Regions from separate parts of the Gossypium hirsutum genome. Here region 1 is linked to region 2. A link is a contact called in public Hi-C data. All regions are on one chromosome and are shown on one strand. The core of a region is the stretch at or near the end of the contact, and the rest is flanking DNA. Distances in the headings are between cores, read along the strand shown.

Evidence for each region. A called contact is a pair of places that touch in the nucleus more often than the background predicts.
Region 1: a Hi-C map of leaf shows a contact between it and region 2, with 1.7 times the contacts expected there. The contact joins two enhancer-like sites. A contact is called at or near these places in 2 of 34 Hi-C or Micro-C datasets (hypocotyl and leaf).

What each region holds. Positions count from the first base shown.
Region 1 is chrA12:86,900,917-86,904,004 of Gossypium_hirsutum_v2.1, reverse strand. No RefSeq gene overlaps it. Among protein-coding and RNA genes, the nearest start is that of LOC121210939, 5.1 kb to the left of the region's middle. Within about 2 kb of position 1,699, at least 4 of the 9 cell types and tissues checked have an H3K27ac peak or open chromatin away from gene starts, as enhancers often do. A contact at or near this core is called in hypocotyl and leaf, where this site is marked.
Region 2 is chrA12:86,835,397-86,838,584 of Gossypium_hirsutum_v2.1, reverse strand. No RefSeq gene overlaps it. Among protein-coding and RNA genes, the nearest start is that of LOC107938053, 21 kb to the right of the region's middle. Within about 2 kb of position 1,859, at least 2 of the 9 cell types and tissues checked have an H3K27ac peak or open chromatin away from gene starts, as enhancers often do. A contact at or near this core is called in hypocotyl and leaf, where this site is marked.

The sequences.
Region 1 (3,088 bases), core at 450-2,949, 66 kb before region 2:
TGAGTTAAACATGAAAGGAAAGAGAGCAAAACATAATTCTGATTCAACAGTTTAACCTCTACAAAAACCTACGAATTCATCCAACAATTTAACTCGATACAAATATTAATTCAAACTTAATTTACCCTCTTTAAAATGTATAACTGCTCAATTATTACATTCATTTTCTCCAGTTTCTTCCCCTTACAAATAAAACATTGAGGGTCAACATATGAAATAGCAAAGTAATACAGCAATTTTGAACTCATCTATCCTCTTCAAAGTTGCCGCTGATGGATAAAGCTAATCGTTTTTATATCTAGTTCCCTTCGTACATTTATTCCCTAATTAAATAAATTAACTATATGTTACAACCAAGAATTTAATAACAAGCTTCAATGGAGAAAGTTTTTCTAATAAATATTAAAAATTTTAAATCGACTTAATAATACTTCAAAAACATTAAAACTTTTAATCGAATGATAAATTTTTAAAATGATCAATACAAAAGAACGGACAGACTTTGGTCACATTTCTCTTTCAATTTCTTTAATGCAAAAAATTGATAAATTTATTTTATTTTAACATTCAAAAATTTTAATAATACAACCTCCTCGTCTTCATACTAATATCATCTCCAATTTTCAAAATTTGATTACAATTAATATTTTTTTATATAATTTATATTCGTTTTATAGTCTATATTTAGGGTTTGTGATTGTCTCTCTTAAAATATCATATTTAAGATTTAAACATATATATTTATTTAAAAGTATAATTTATCTTATCACCATATTCAAAATTTATTAAGGATCACAATTATTATTTTAAATTGAAGTTGTTGATATAAAAAAACAAAATTATATTCAATAAGATAAAACATTAAAAACACACCAAATTTATTCTTATTTAATTAAATAATTTTCTTATTTTGGAGATGATAGTATTTGGCTATATTTAATGTCAGACACACAAAATATTTGCTTGTGTCAAGTTGAAGTTGATTCAGCCCATAAAGTTTTAGTTGAAGCTTAAACGAGTTGCGTTTATTCAAACAATTGGATGCAAACAAACAGTAAATAAATATTAGTATAATTATAATGATGGAGATGAAGCATCTGAAATAAATAGAGTTAGGTAGCGCTCTGCTGGTGGAATTGAATGTTAGAAAGTTGAGGTAATCATGCCATGTCATATCATATCCATCCTTTCAATGTAGAAGTAAAGTAGGACATGCTCTTCCTCGTGTTGCTTTTTTTTCTTCTACTATATTTTGCACTACCCAACAAGGTGGTTTGATTAAAATTCCAGTGTTAATGAATTAGAAATTCTCATGTTGACGTAACATATGATTTGTCAATAATAATATTGGTGGAGTTGTGGGTGAAGCCGTCATATAAATTTCAGCAAGTGACTGCGGAAGTGGAACCTCTGCAGACTGCTGCACAGAGTCACATGGAAACCGAGAGAGGGATAATGATTATGATGAGATTACAATACCCTAATAAATGGGAGGGTGGCGTGTGGTCTACTAGGTTGTTGCGAGAGGTAAATATGGGCAACCAAAACCACTAATTTGGCTCCACTGTGTTGTACCTTTTGGGTCTAAATGCTGTTGTGACTCTTTGTCTCCCAATCCTAGACATTACCAATGCCAGCTAAGTATATACCGGACGTCCCTATATACCATCCAGAAATGCTTTTTAATATCGTACCAAATTAACCCATGTCATGTCTTTGCTTCCTTCCTTGAACCATAACAAAATGGGTATCACCATTTGGACTCAAGTCCCTTAGTTAGGGCCATGTTTGCCAAATAGGTCATGGATCAAAACTCCATGGTTAGCCCGTTTCAAAGATATCCAACTTGCGAAGGCACGGATCGTGTCAATTGCTATCGTGCTTGCGGTCCTATGGCATGTAACAATTTTGTATGTCAACTAAAGAATTCAACCTCATTGACTTTCGCTTTATGGAGATATAATGATTTATTTGTCTCTTTAATTTTATCAAAAATATTATTTTAATTTTTTTTTGTCTCTTTTAGCTCTTGAATTTATATTTTTTGTCAAATCATCTCAAAATAGATGAAAAAATTAATTTTTGTTAACTTTGTTGACATGACATATACGTGGATTACCATGTAAATGACACATTAGCATTTGATTAATTATTTAAAAATTATAAAAAAATTATAATTTTTTAAAATAATTTTAATAATTTTTAATGCTTAAAAATATTTTATCTATATTTTTTGAATTTTTTAATTTTAAAAAATTAATTAAATGCTAACGTGTCATCCACACGGTAATCCACATGTATGCAACATAAGTTAAAAAACATTAACTTTTTAATCTACTTTGGGGTGATTTGATAAGAAAATACAAGTTTAAAAGCTAAAAAGGTAAGAATTAAATGGATGGGTAAAATAACTTTTTTTTTTATAAAATTGGAGGGCTAAATAAATCATTATACCTTTTGAGAATCCTGACCTTCCATATAAATTTTCTTTCATAAAACAAATAGGGTTAATGCACTATTTAAGGTTTGAACTCGATAATTGTTCTCATATCAGGGATTAATTTTTTTTTCTTCAACTTTTTTAACGAAATATCATAGACTAAATTGGACAAAAAAAAGTTCAAGCCCCAATGTGGGAATAATTGCCAAGTTTAGGGACAAATTTTGCAATGCCCCAAAATCTCAAATACTACATCTGGTATAGTTTTTAGATCGTGTTTAGTGAGTTTCGAGGAAATTCATAAATGAGTCAGATAAAGAGAATTCTCAAAGAATTAAGTTGATATAGAAGGTGGAAACCAATGTAAGAAATTGTGAGTGTGAAAATGTGGCTAAGAGACTAAATTGTAAAATTTGAAAATTATAGGACTAAAACGTAATTGATCAAATTGAGGAAATATGATTTAATAATGATTGTTTGGCAAGGAGAATACTTCAAGTCTACAAAATTTCCCCTTCAAAGAACTTTTAGATTTTTTTAACTTGCGAATGTGTGAACTTCTGAAATTGTGTTGGATGGTTTGGAGGTGATCACATTTTATAGTACTAGTTAGTTAAGTAAAAGAAAGTTTTGTAAAATATATTCTCT
Region 2 (3,188 bases), core at 610-3,109:
AAAACATGTTATTTGAGAAACTCCACTTACCTCTCACAATCGTTCTTTCTTTCGGAATTCTTCACACCAACTTCTATAAAACCTCAATTTTTATAAATTTTAATATTTTTGCACAAAATCTTTTTCACCTGTATCATTTATATATCACTAATGTAATTGACTAAACTAGTGTCACAAGTTAACTCAATATCAACTCAAGATTAATAGGATTTTTTTATAAGTTACCACTTTACGTATAATTCAATTGTTAAATAAATTTTTAAACTATATTTTTAATGTTGACTATTTTTTTCCATCATTATAATATTTTGAAATTTTGATAATATGTTAAATAATGCTACCTAACATGATAACATTTAATGGTACTAATAAGGGGGAGTTTTTTTTTTCTTTGCTTTGCTTATGTTGTTGATTGTTCTATTTATTCATGATGTTGTTTATTTGTCATTACTTTGTATTGTTGATAAAACTTCAACTAATGAAGATGTTTCTCCAATTGCAACTATATGAAATGTAATTGGAATAGCACGGGTCCAACCCCTCATTCATGAAACTCACAATAAAAGCATTTATTGAGCGTTAAGTATTATTTTGACCTAATGGCAAAATTTTTGTGTGAAATTATAATTGGAATCCAAACTTTACCATCCTATCCTATCACATCCAATGTCCCAACGAAGAAATAAGAAAGACTCCATTTATTGTGTCCATAACTCATTTATCTTAGGTAAAATTATGCTATTAGTCCCTATACTTTGTAAAAGTTATGGATTTAGTCTTTTACTTTTCAAATTTTAAAATTTTAATCCTAACCTAAAAAGTAATAGTTAAATTTGTTTGGTTAAATTCAATTACTGGTTCTACAATCTATGTGCAATTGTAGATTTAGTCTATATTCACTAATTTGATCATTTTAAGTCCCTATACTTCACCAATTTCGAAATTTTAGTCTTGACACAAATAACAATCATTAATTCATAAATTGGATCTTTAGTGAGCAATACGTGGAAATGACAAGTTAGCAGTGTATAACACATGATAATATATTTGCCTCGTTAAATTTTAGAAATAACAAAATTAATGAATTTAACAATGATTATTTTGCGAGAACTGAAATTTTAAAATTTAAAAACTACAGCAACTAAAATAATCAAATTAAAATATATAAATTAAATTCACGAACTTTTACAAAATATAAAAAGTAATATCATAACTTCAATTTTTTTTTTTTTTTTTTTTTGGTTTTAGGAGTTAAAAGGCCTACAGCAAGTTACAGGAGTAAGTTGGGCCTTTAAAGCTAGTGGGAAGAAATTATGTTTCACAGCTAAGCCTAAGCCAGCAACCATTTTTTTTTTTGGGGGGGGGGAGTTGATAATAAAGCCAGCAATTAATTTGCAATAAATACCAAACAAAACAAACAGTCTAATAATGAGATGTCCTTCCCCATCTTTCCAGTTACTCAACTCATTGTCCAATTCCCTTGAAGAAACTGTAAAAATAATAATAATAATAATAACACACAAGCAATGTGTTCGGAGTGTTTGAAGGATAAGCAATTGAGCTGAGTTGAATACTAACTGAGGCTGAGCCAATCCTAATACTCTTCAAATGTTAACCAAAATTCACTTCAAAGTCATAATTGGCATGGCATCACCTCTTCTCAACTGCTCTCACCACCACTAAAAGAATCATTGTTTTTAACCAAAAAGTAGGTTTTCGAGAAATTTGCAACATTATCACCTCAACTAACGACAGAAGTCTTTAAGCATGTTGAATTGATTGATTAATGCCGTCCTCTCCTCCATAGGGCATCAAACTAGATAACATAGGCCTGGAGGAAATCCCAGCCCAATGAAAGCAGGTTAAGGTCACGATGGATTGGGGTTTACATCGTATTAAGATAATTGAAAGACCTAACTAACCATCTTATGAACCCAATCCCGAAGGGCCGGCCAAGACAGTCGTAAACCTGAATGAAACGTGAGAAAACAACATTGAGGTAATAGGACAAAACCTATGCATGACCTACACGAATTGAGATCGAACATACACATATTGAAATTAGCATGATGAAACTCACATTAACCAAAAGTGATCTTGTTGAACTTCCGTTTTCTTTCTAGAGCTTCATTATCATTGTTTTGTAACTTTCATATCTCAGTTGACAAATTGCTAAACCTCGAAGGTAAGCTAACAAAATAGTGTGATGCTTTTTGAGTTTGGAAACAGTTTTCCACGTAACCAATGTAACATAAAATATACGAAGTGAACATAAACAAGTTTCAATAGTGACCAAGTCTTGAAAATTTTATATATATTCGTAATTTGCTATAGAAGAAAAACACAAATATTAATAATATTTAAATTCAAATTTACTAATTGAATCAATTTAACAGAGGAGTGTATTCAAAGTTATGTCCTTGGAAATGGACAGAAGGATACAATAACATCTTACAACTACATGATATATGATTAATACGATCACGACAAGGCAACCCCCACCCCTCGGCCCCATATCTACAAACCAACGCCGCTCATGTCATGCTCATCAGACTTCAAACCAAACACACCCCAACAGTTTTTGGCTCTTTATGGAGTTTTTGTTTGGTCCCTTTGGGTCATTATCTCCAATGTTAACATTCAAAATGCTGGCAGTCCTCAACTGTCAACACTTGTTTCCAAACAATGACAAACAATTCTTGCAAAACTTATAATCTGTCTGTATGCATGCATTTCAACAGTTAAATGTATGGGTAATGCAACTTTTGACCTGTCAAACTTGGCATGTAGGTATTTAAAATTTTTCTTTATTCGCGTATTGAAATAGCTTATTCTATTAATGATTGTGAAAAGAAAGAGGATAATATAAGTATTGACCCCTAAACTTGAAAAATAAGTCCACATTAGTCACTAAACTTGACAATTAGAGTTCACTTTGGAGCTTATATTTTTTTTGTCCATTTTGAACTCGACAACTAGGTCCATTTTTATTACTGAACTTGAAAAATCTGAAAGTTTAATAATGTGGCACTCTAAGTTTAAAAAAAAAAGTTTTAGATGATGACGTGGTACAATTTCAAAAGTGTTATATTTGGTGTTTTAATAACCAAACCCATGGTTGACCAGGTTAGGCCACCAGTTCCCGATTCAACCAGTTCGACCATTGGACCAAAAATAATTAAATAAAT